Regions from separate parts of the Mus musculus genome. Here region 1 is linked to region 2. The links are chromatin contacts, called in public HiChIP or PLAC-seq maps. All regions are on one chromosome and are shown on one strand. The core of a region is the stretch at or near the end of the contact, and the rest is flanking DNA. Distances in the headings are between cores, read along the strand shown. Region 1 has its middle 7.3 kb from the start of Mcl1. Region 2 overlaps Arnt (aryl hydrocarbon receptor nuclear translocator).

Evidence for each region. HiChIP or PLAC-seq counts read pairs in DNA pulled down with a chosen protein or histone mark.
Region 1: a contact with region 2 is called in an H3K4me3 HiChIP or PLAC-seq map of bone marrow-derived macrophages, with 2.5 times the contacts expected there. The contact joins two enhancer-like sites. A contact is called at or near these places in 4 of 115 datasets of contacts at active chromatin or transcription factors (the HPC-7 cell line, bone marrow-derived macrophages and embryonic stem cells) and 2 of 9 other capture datasets (adipose tissue and pancreatic islet).

Annotation. Positions count from the first base shown.
Region 1 is chr3:95,649,523-95,653,222 of GRCm38.p6, forward strand. No RefSeq gene overlaps it. Among named protein-coding and RNA genes, the nearest start is that of Mcl1, 7.3 kb to the right of the region's middle. RefSeq lists a cis regulatory region at 1-3,700. Within about 2 kb of position 1,384, at least 209 of the 459 cell types and tissues checked have an H3K27ac peak or open chromatin away from gene starts, as enhancers often do. A contact at or near this core is called in bone marrow-derived macrophages, where this site is marked.
Region 2 is chr3:95,477,635-95,481,014 of GRCm38.p6, forward strand. It overlaps Arnt (aryl hydrocarbon receptor nuclear translocator), which reads left to right. Exons shown (of 22, transcript NM_001037737.2): 9 at 2,561-2,626; 10 at 3,120-3,205. Among named protein-coding and RNA genes, the nearest start is that of Ctsk, 20 kb to the right of the region's middle. Within about 2 kb of position 1,772, at least 4 of the 459 cell types and tissues checked have an H3K27ac peak or open chromatin away from gene starts, as enhancers often do. A contact at or near this core is called in bone marrow-derived macrophages, where this site is marked.

The sequences.
Region 1 (3,700 bases), core at 134-2,633, 170 kb after region 2:
AGGCAAGCATCTGCCCAAGCTAGATCCATAGCCTCTGTGACACCTTATTAAATCTGTCAGAAGGTTCAGATAGGAAAGACTGAATAGAATTCCATAACATCAAGTTTTCTCAGATCATCCCTGGATTTCCTCCTTGGATCACACACTCAGTCCTTTCTTGTGTTAGAAACAATCTCAACATCAGCTCAGGCTAGCCTGGAACTTACCTGTCCTCCCACTTCAGCCCCCTAAGTGCTGGGAGGGTCACGTCAGTGCATCGCTAGACAGCATGCAGTAGTGTTTTCAAAACTACATTAAAATTATTGTTCATCTTCAAGTATTTGTCTGGGGGGCCGGGGTGGGGGTGGGGATAGGGACAGGGAAGTGCAGAAGCTGGAAGAGGGCCAGGGCCAGGCTGATCTGAGTTAACCTGAGAGAGGTGCTGGGGACTGGAATTGTGCCCGCTGGAAGTACTCTTAACTGCTGAGCCACCTCTCCAGTCCCAAAATAATAATAATAAAATAGGGCTGGCGAGATGGCGAGAAGACTGCTCTTCAGAAGGTCCTGAGTTCAAATCCCAGCAACCACATGGTGACTCACAACCACCCCTAATGAGATCTGACACCCTCTTCTGGTGCATCTGGAGTCAGCTACAGTGTACTTATGTATAATAATAAATAAATCTTTGGGCCAGAAAGAAAACAAGAAAAATTTATTACATTTGTGGGGTGTGTGCATGGGGCAAGCATGCACAGTTGTGTGTACATGAACAGAGGACAGCTTTGGGAAGTCAGTTCTCTGCCTCCACCATGGGAGTCCCAGAGATGGAACTCAGATCTTCAAGCTTGGAGGGAAGTGACTTACCCTGAGCTGTTTTGACCTATGCTTGTTTTTAACTAGAACCAAAATTCAACTAACAGGATTTCAAACACCAGAGTGGGCTGTGGTCCTGCACTGTGGAGGTGTAAGCGCGAAGCTCAAGGGTTCTCAGCTGTCTTTGGCTACAGCTCTGGGGCGTCTGAAGCAAATGGAGCTACATAAAACCCCGGAGAGAGAGGGAGGGGGAGAGTCTGAGATTCAAACATCAACAGACCTATGAGGGAGGGTTTGGTTTTTTTGTTTTTTGGTTTTTTTTGGCAGGGACAGTGTACTGTGACTAAAGCTACCCCATGTGAATCCTAACTCATCCTCACAAAGGAAAGTCCTGGCATCCTTCAGTTGTCATGAGTCTTGCTTTGACATTGAAGGTCATTTCAAAATGCTTTTTATGCTTAGGAAAGTCTGAGTCATTCCCCAGCTTCCTCTATTGGATTTCTGCATCACTTCCTCTTCTATTGGCCCTAAAGTACAAGAAATACCCAGGATGGGTGTGGCAGAACATGCCTGGAAGCCCAGTTACTTAGAAGCTGGAGGCAGGGGAATGATTTGAGCCCAGGCGTCTAAGTTCTGCCCGGGCAGCACAGTGCAATCTGGGAAGAGGCCAGGGAAGGGAAGGAGAGGAGAGCAGAGAAGGCAGGAGAGGTGGAAATACCATAGCTTGGTGACACAGTGCTTGTCTGACATCCGAGAATCCTTAGGCTTGATCCCCAAGACCACAGAGAGGGTGTGCTGGGCTCACAGCTCTGTCAGTCACACAAAAAGCCCTAGGTTTAGGTTCCTGCACCACACTGGAGGTGATGTCACATGACTATAGTTTCATCACTCAGAAGGTGGAGGCGGCTGAAGTTTAGCTATATAGTGAGTTCTAGGCCACCCTGAACTATGGAGACTCTAGCTCAGATAAAATAAAACAAGAGAAAAAAAGAATACAAGTGCAGGTTTTGAGAATTTGGGAACTAGTGGGTCCTTAGAGCTCCCGGGCTCTGTTCAGTCAAGACAAGTGATGTAAACAAGGTTGAGAAACCCATTTTCGTGGCTTCATGGCCTCTGTCACGTAGCTTCTCCTAAATCCTGAGTCTTTCACCAAGACAGATGACTTTTTGTATCTGTGGCTGGACTGAGGCAGACGCACTTGAGTCCGGGTGCCCTTGAAGGCCAGAGGACGACGTCAGCCCCTGTGACCTTGAGTTGCAGGTGGCGGGGAAACACCCAACCTTGGTGCTGGGAACCAAACTCAAATCCCCTGGAAAGAGTGGAAAGTTCTCGACCACTGAGTGCTCTCTCTATCCCCGACTGACTGATATAGCTAGTTTTGTTTTGTTTTTTGAGACACGGTCTTGCTATACTGCCCTGGTTTCGAAACTGGGTTCCTGCCTCAGCCTCACTCAGCCTCTGGGCTCTTGGAATCACAAGTGTCCACCATAGTACCCGCTCCAACGAACTGATTCAAGGCAAAGGTGAACTCTGGATAGATTATTCTGTGCTGGGAACTGATTCCAGGGGGTCCTCACTGGATCACAACCTGTACCCCAGGCTCCAATGTTGACTACTTTTGTTAGAACCAAACTATATACTCTCAAAATGCTGAGGCAGGAGGATCACAAGTTTGGGCTATGTCATGAAGCTCTATCTCAAAAAAAAAAAAAAAAAAAAAAAAGAGGAAAGAAAGAAACCACCTAGGCCAGCAGCTTTATTAGCCCAGCTGAGGTGAGGTTCGGCAGAGTTTTGAGCAACATAACTTTTGCTCTGAGGGCTGCCTTTCAAGGTGTTTACTAACATCGCTAGCCAAGCATGACGGCTCACACCTGTAACCCCAGAACCCAAGAGGCAGAGGCAGGAGGACCACCCAGTTTGAGGTTAGCTTGGGCTACATAGTACCAAGCCAGCCAGGGCTACAGGACAAGAGCCTGTATCAAGAAGAAAGACCCACAAACACTACCATTGCCAAACGCCCCCTGGAGTTTCCTAGTGAGAATTCTGGAGCTGCTAGTGGAGGGAGAGCCTGGCCTCACCTCTGTGCCTCAGTGACAAGGCCTCTCCTCCTACTTCCTCAAGGCCTACCACAGCATCAGGTGGGACTTCTAGGGCTTGGGAAATGGCTTCCTGGTTAAAAGACTGACTGTCCTGCTAGAGGATCCGGATTCAATCCCAGCACCCACGTGACTGCTCAGGTCTGTGACTCCAGTCCCAGGGGACCCAATCTCCTTTTCTAGCTGCTGAAGCACACACTTCCAGACATGCATCCAGACAAAACACCCTTACACACACACACACACACACACAAGCAAGCATGCGCACACATGCACACACAAAAAAGATGGGAGTCTCCCCCCTTTTCCCCTCAGTGGGTGGCCTCGAAAGTGCCACCTGGGGTGAAAATGGGAAGCCGCAGCCTCTGCCCTTCCTCTTGCTCACGAAGGGGATCCCCCAATTGGATAAAAGTTTACATAATTGGTAAAAATATCACAAATTATTTGCAAAACTTAGCTTTACCTGTGAGTAAGGTTGGGACCTTGAGCCCCTTCTAGGCTGATGCACAGAGGTCATAGGTCAGCAAACAGAGCTTGCCTAAATCTAGAGCCGCCCTGTGGTCCCAGCATTGAGGACGCTGATGAAGGGTCAAGAGTTCAAGTATACTACGTGCCATCTCTCCTCCCCCACTCCCTAAAAAATACAAAATGGAAGAGTGTCTGCCTCATGTCCTGAGTTTGATCCTCAGAACCAGCAAATTAAAAACAAAGCCTTTTCTTGCCGAGCAGCGGTGGCACATGCCTTAAATTCCAGCACAGCAGGAGGAGAGGCAGGTGAGCAAGGTGAATTAGAGGCCAGCGTGGTCTACAGA
Region 2 (3,380 bases), core at 522-3,021:
GATGTGCTAGAAAGATGGCTCATCAGTTAAGGGCCCTAACTGCTCTTCTAGAAGTCCTGGGTTCAAATCCCATCACCTAATGGCAGCTCGAAACTGTAACTACAAGATCTGACGCTTTGACACTGACATACATGCAGGCAAAACACCAATGCATATAAAGTAAAAACAATAGACAAACCGAGTGTGACATTGCTTGTCTTAAATCATAGTGCTCAGGAGGCAGAGGCCGGCATATGTGAGTGAAGCATTAGGTTCTCGAGATCACGAGACTGATAGAGAATCTTGTTTTAGTTCATAGCAGCAGAACTCCACCATTGATGTGTATTCAGACTTAAAACTCAAGACTGACCTGCTTCATCATCCAAGTGCTGAGATTATAGGCGGTTTTTGTTTGTTTTGTTTTTCAGATTAAAAAAAATTATGTGTGCATGATATATGTGGATGTGGACTCGTGTGTGGTGTTTGGGGTGCAAGTTGTTGGTTCTTTCCTACAACACTGTGGGTTGAGGTAATCAAATTTAGGTCATGAGGCTTGTCACAAGCACCTTTACCTGATGGCCAATCTCCCTGGCTACGTTAAAAAAAAAAAAAAAAAAAAAGAGTTTCTGGCAGAGGTACAAAATTGACTATTCCATAGTTTAATAGTTTAGAGGAGCCGCTGGAATCAGGCTACTCTGGTTTATTTTGAGGGGGTGGGGTCTTATTATGTTGTCCAGGCTCATTTAAAGATCCTCGGCTCAAGTTATCCTCCATTTGAGTTTCCTAAGTAGCTTGGGTCTACAGAAGGTATATCACTGTAGTTGACTGAATGTTGGTATTTGTTTAGGGATGGGGTCTCACTGTGTACCCCTGGCTGTTCTAGAATTGGCTATGTAGGACAGGCTGACCTTGAAATCACAGAGACCTGTCTGACTGCCTCCCAAGTAAGTTGTTTGAATCCATAGTATTCCCTGGATTTGAATTCTAATTTGATACTATAAGACTTGTGTTGCTTTGATGTCATCATCCACTATTGGAGGTGAGACTGTCAAACGTAAAACATTGTTATCAGGATTAGCTCGATTGATAGTATGAAAATACTTTAAAAAGAACGTTGAGGCAGGAGGATTCCTACAAGGCCAGTATGGCCTATATAGCAAGTTCTGGATCTCCTGGGCTATATAGTGAAACCTTGTCTCAAACAATCAATCTAGATTTGGTGGTGCATGCCTGTAATCCCAGAACCTTGGAGGCTAAGGTAGGAAGATCATGAATTCCAGGCTAGAATGAACTACATAGTAAGACCTTATCTCTAAAAAAAAAAAAAAAATAGAGAAAGAATAGAAGTAGGATTGGAGGGCGTATCTTGTGGACATGGTAAGCCTGGAGTAAGGTGAATAATAATGAAATATAGCACACAGAGATGATATGCTTAGAGCAGAAGTCAGAGAACAGAAGTTCTTATTTGTGACTAAAGCTTCATTGCACCATAGCTCTTCCTGTGTGAACACTTGTCATCTTTGGCTGCTTTTATGCTTGATTGCTCAGAATTGTCTAGTTAAAAGACTGTGTGACCATCAGACTAAAACCACTTACTGTCTAGTCATTCACAGAAAACAGTAAAACAGTCACCAACTCCTGATGTAAAAAGATGGCATTTGAAGAGTGTATGCAATTGTTTTAGTTGGAGTTTTAGGCCAATTAAAAGTTTTAAAGGAGTCCAAACCTTTCATCTTTGCTCCTCTTGAGGCTAAGGAAAGAGGATCTCAATCAAGATCAAGGCCAGTGTGGGCAACTTGGTGAGCTCCAGTCCAAAGTTAGGGAAATAAAACATAAAAGGAGGACTTACTGCTCGGAGGCCAGAGGCTCGCCTGGCAAGCACAGAAACAGCTCAATACTCAGTTTTTAAGTAATCTACTAACTCTGTTGGCCTGGTGGTACTTTCTATATCTCATTACTTGGGACTTAAAGGCAAGCAGACAGTTTGTGTTCATTCTGTGTTGTATGAGATCCTGTTTCAAAAAGTGGTCTGGGTTGGAAACCAGAGATAGATAGCTTAGTGTAAGGAAACTTGGCAGAAAGCCTGATAATACACGGTTGATTACTGGAACCTACATAGGGCATGCACAGAGACAGAGACAGAGAGAGAGACCGACAGACAGACAGACAGACAGACAGACAGACAGACAGACAGACAGACACACAATCAGCCAGGGTCGGGAATATAATATGGCTTGGTTGGTAGAGTGCTTGTCTAAAATGCATGGAGTCATGGGTTCAATACCTAACACCGACTGGTATGTTGATACCTGCCTGTAGTGCCATCACTCAGGTGCTGTTGATCAAAGGGTCAGAAGTTCAAGGTCTTCCCTGGCCACATAGAAAGTTTCAAACCAGCCTAAGCCTGAAGGTGCTGCCTCAAATTAAACAAAACAACAAGCAAACAAAATAATAGAAGGTTTTTCCATCTCAGCCTGACTTTTCTTGTTACTTACTAGTTTTCAGTGTGTAGTTGGATCTTCTTATTCTGTTGTTACTGTTTCCCATAGCCCAGCAATTTGCATCTTCTGTTTGTTGACAGGTGTGGTACTAGCTCCGTGGACCCTGTTTCCATGAATAGACTGAGCTTTTTGAGGAACAGATGCAGGTAAGATCTTAGGCAGTGGAGATCAAGAGATGGGATTTTTACCTTCTCTACTGGCTCTCACCTTCTTTTACCTCACGGTCACTTACCGTCTCACAATGTGTTTCTGAACTTACTGAATAGATCAATCCATCCATCAATTGATTGACTGATTGGTTTTTCTGTGACAGGGTTTCTCTGTGTAGCCCTGGCTGTCCTGAAACTTAATCTGTAGACCAGGCTGGTCTTGAACTCAGAGATCTTGAGTGCTGGGATCAAAGGCATGCACCACCCTGCCTGTATTGTTTCTGAACTTTAAAAGCTTCTCTTGTTCAAGGAAGTTGCTTACTATGTTACCTATTTTTCTTGTGTGTTTTATTTCAACAAGGGCTGGTGCAGCATCCACACACGTACCAGTAATAAATGGATAAATAAATAAATAAATAAATAAATAAATGCTTTTAAAACACAGGTTTCCTTTGTAGAATTTCACCCCGGATTCCTATACCTTTTCTAGGAATGGGCTTGGCTCTGTGAAGGAAGGAGAACCTCACTTTGTGGTAGTCCACTGCACAGGCTACATCAAGGCCTGGCCACCAGCAGGTAGGGAAAATATACAGTAATTTCTCTCTGGTATATTTGGTTACATAAACAATTGGCAATATGTTACTAACAGTTAGCAATACTATGTACCCCTTTATGAAATGTGCTTAAGAATAATTCAAAAGATAGATAGACAAATAAAACAGACTCCCTCTCATCTGTTACCAATGTTATA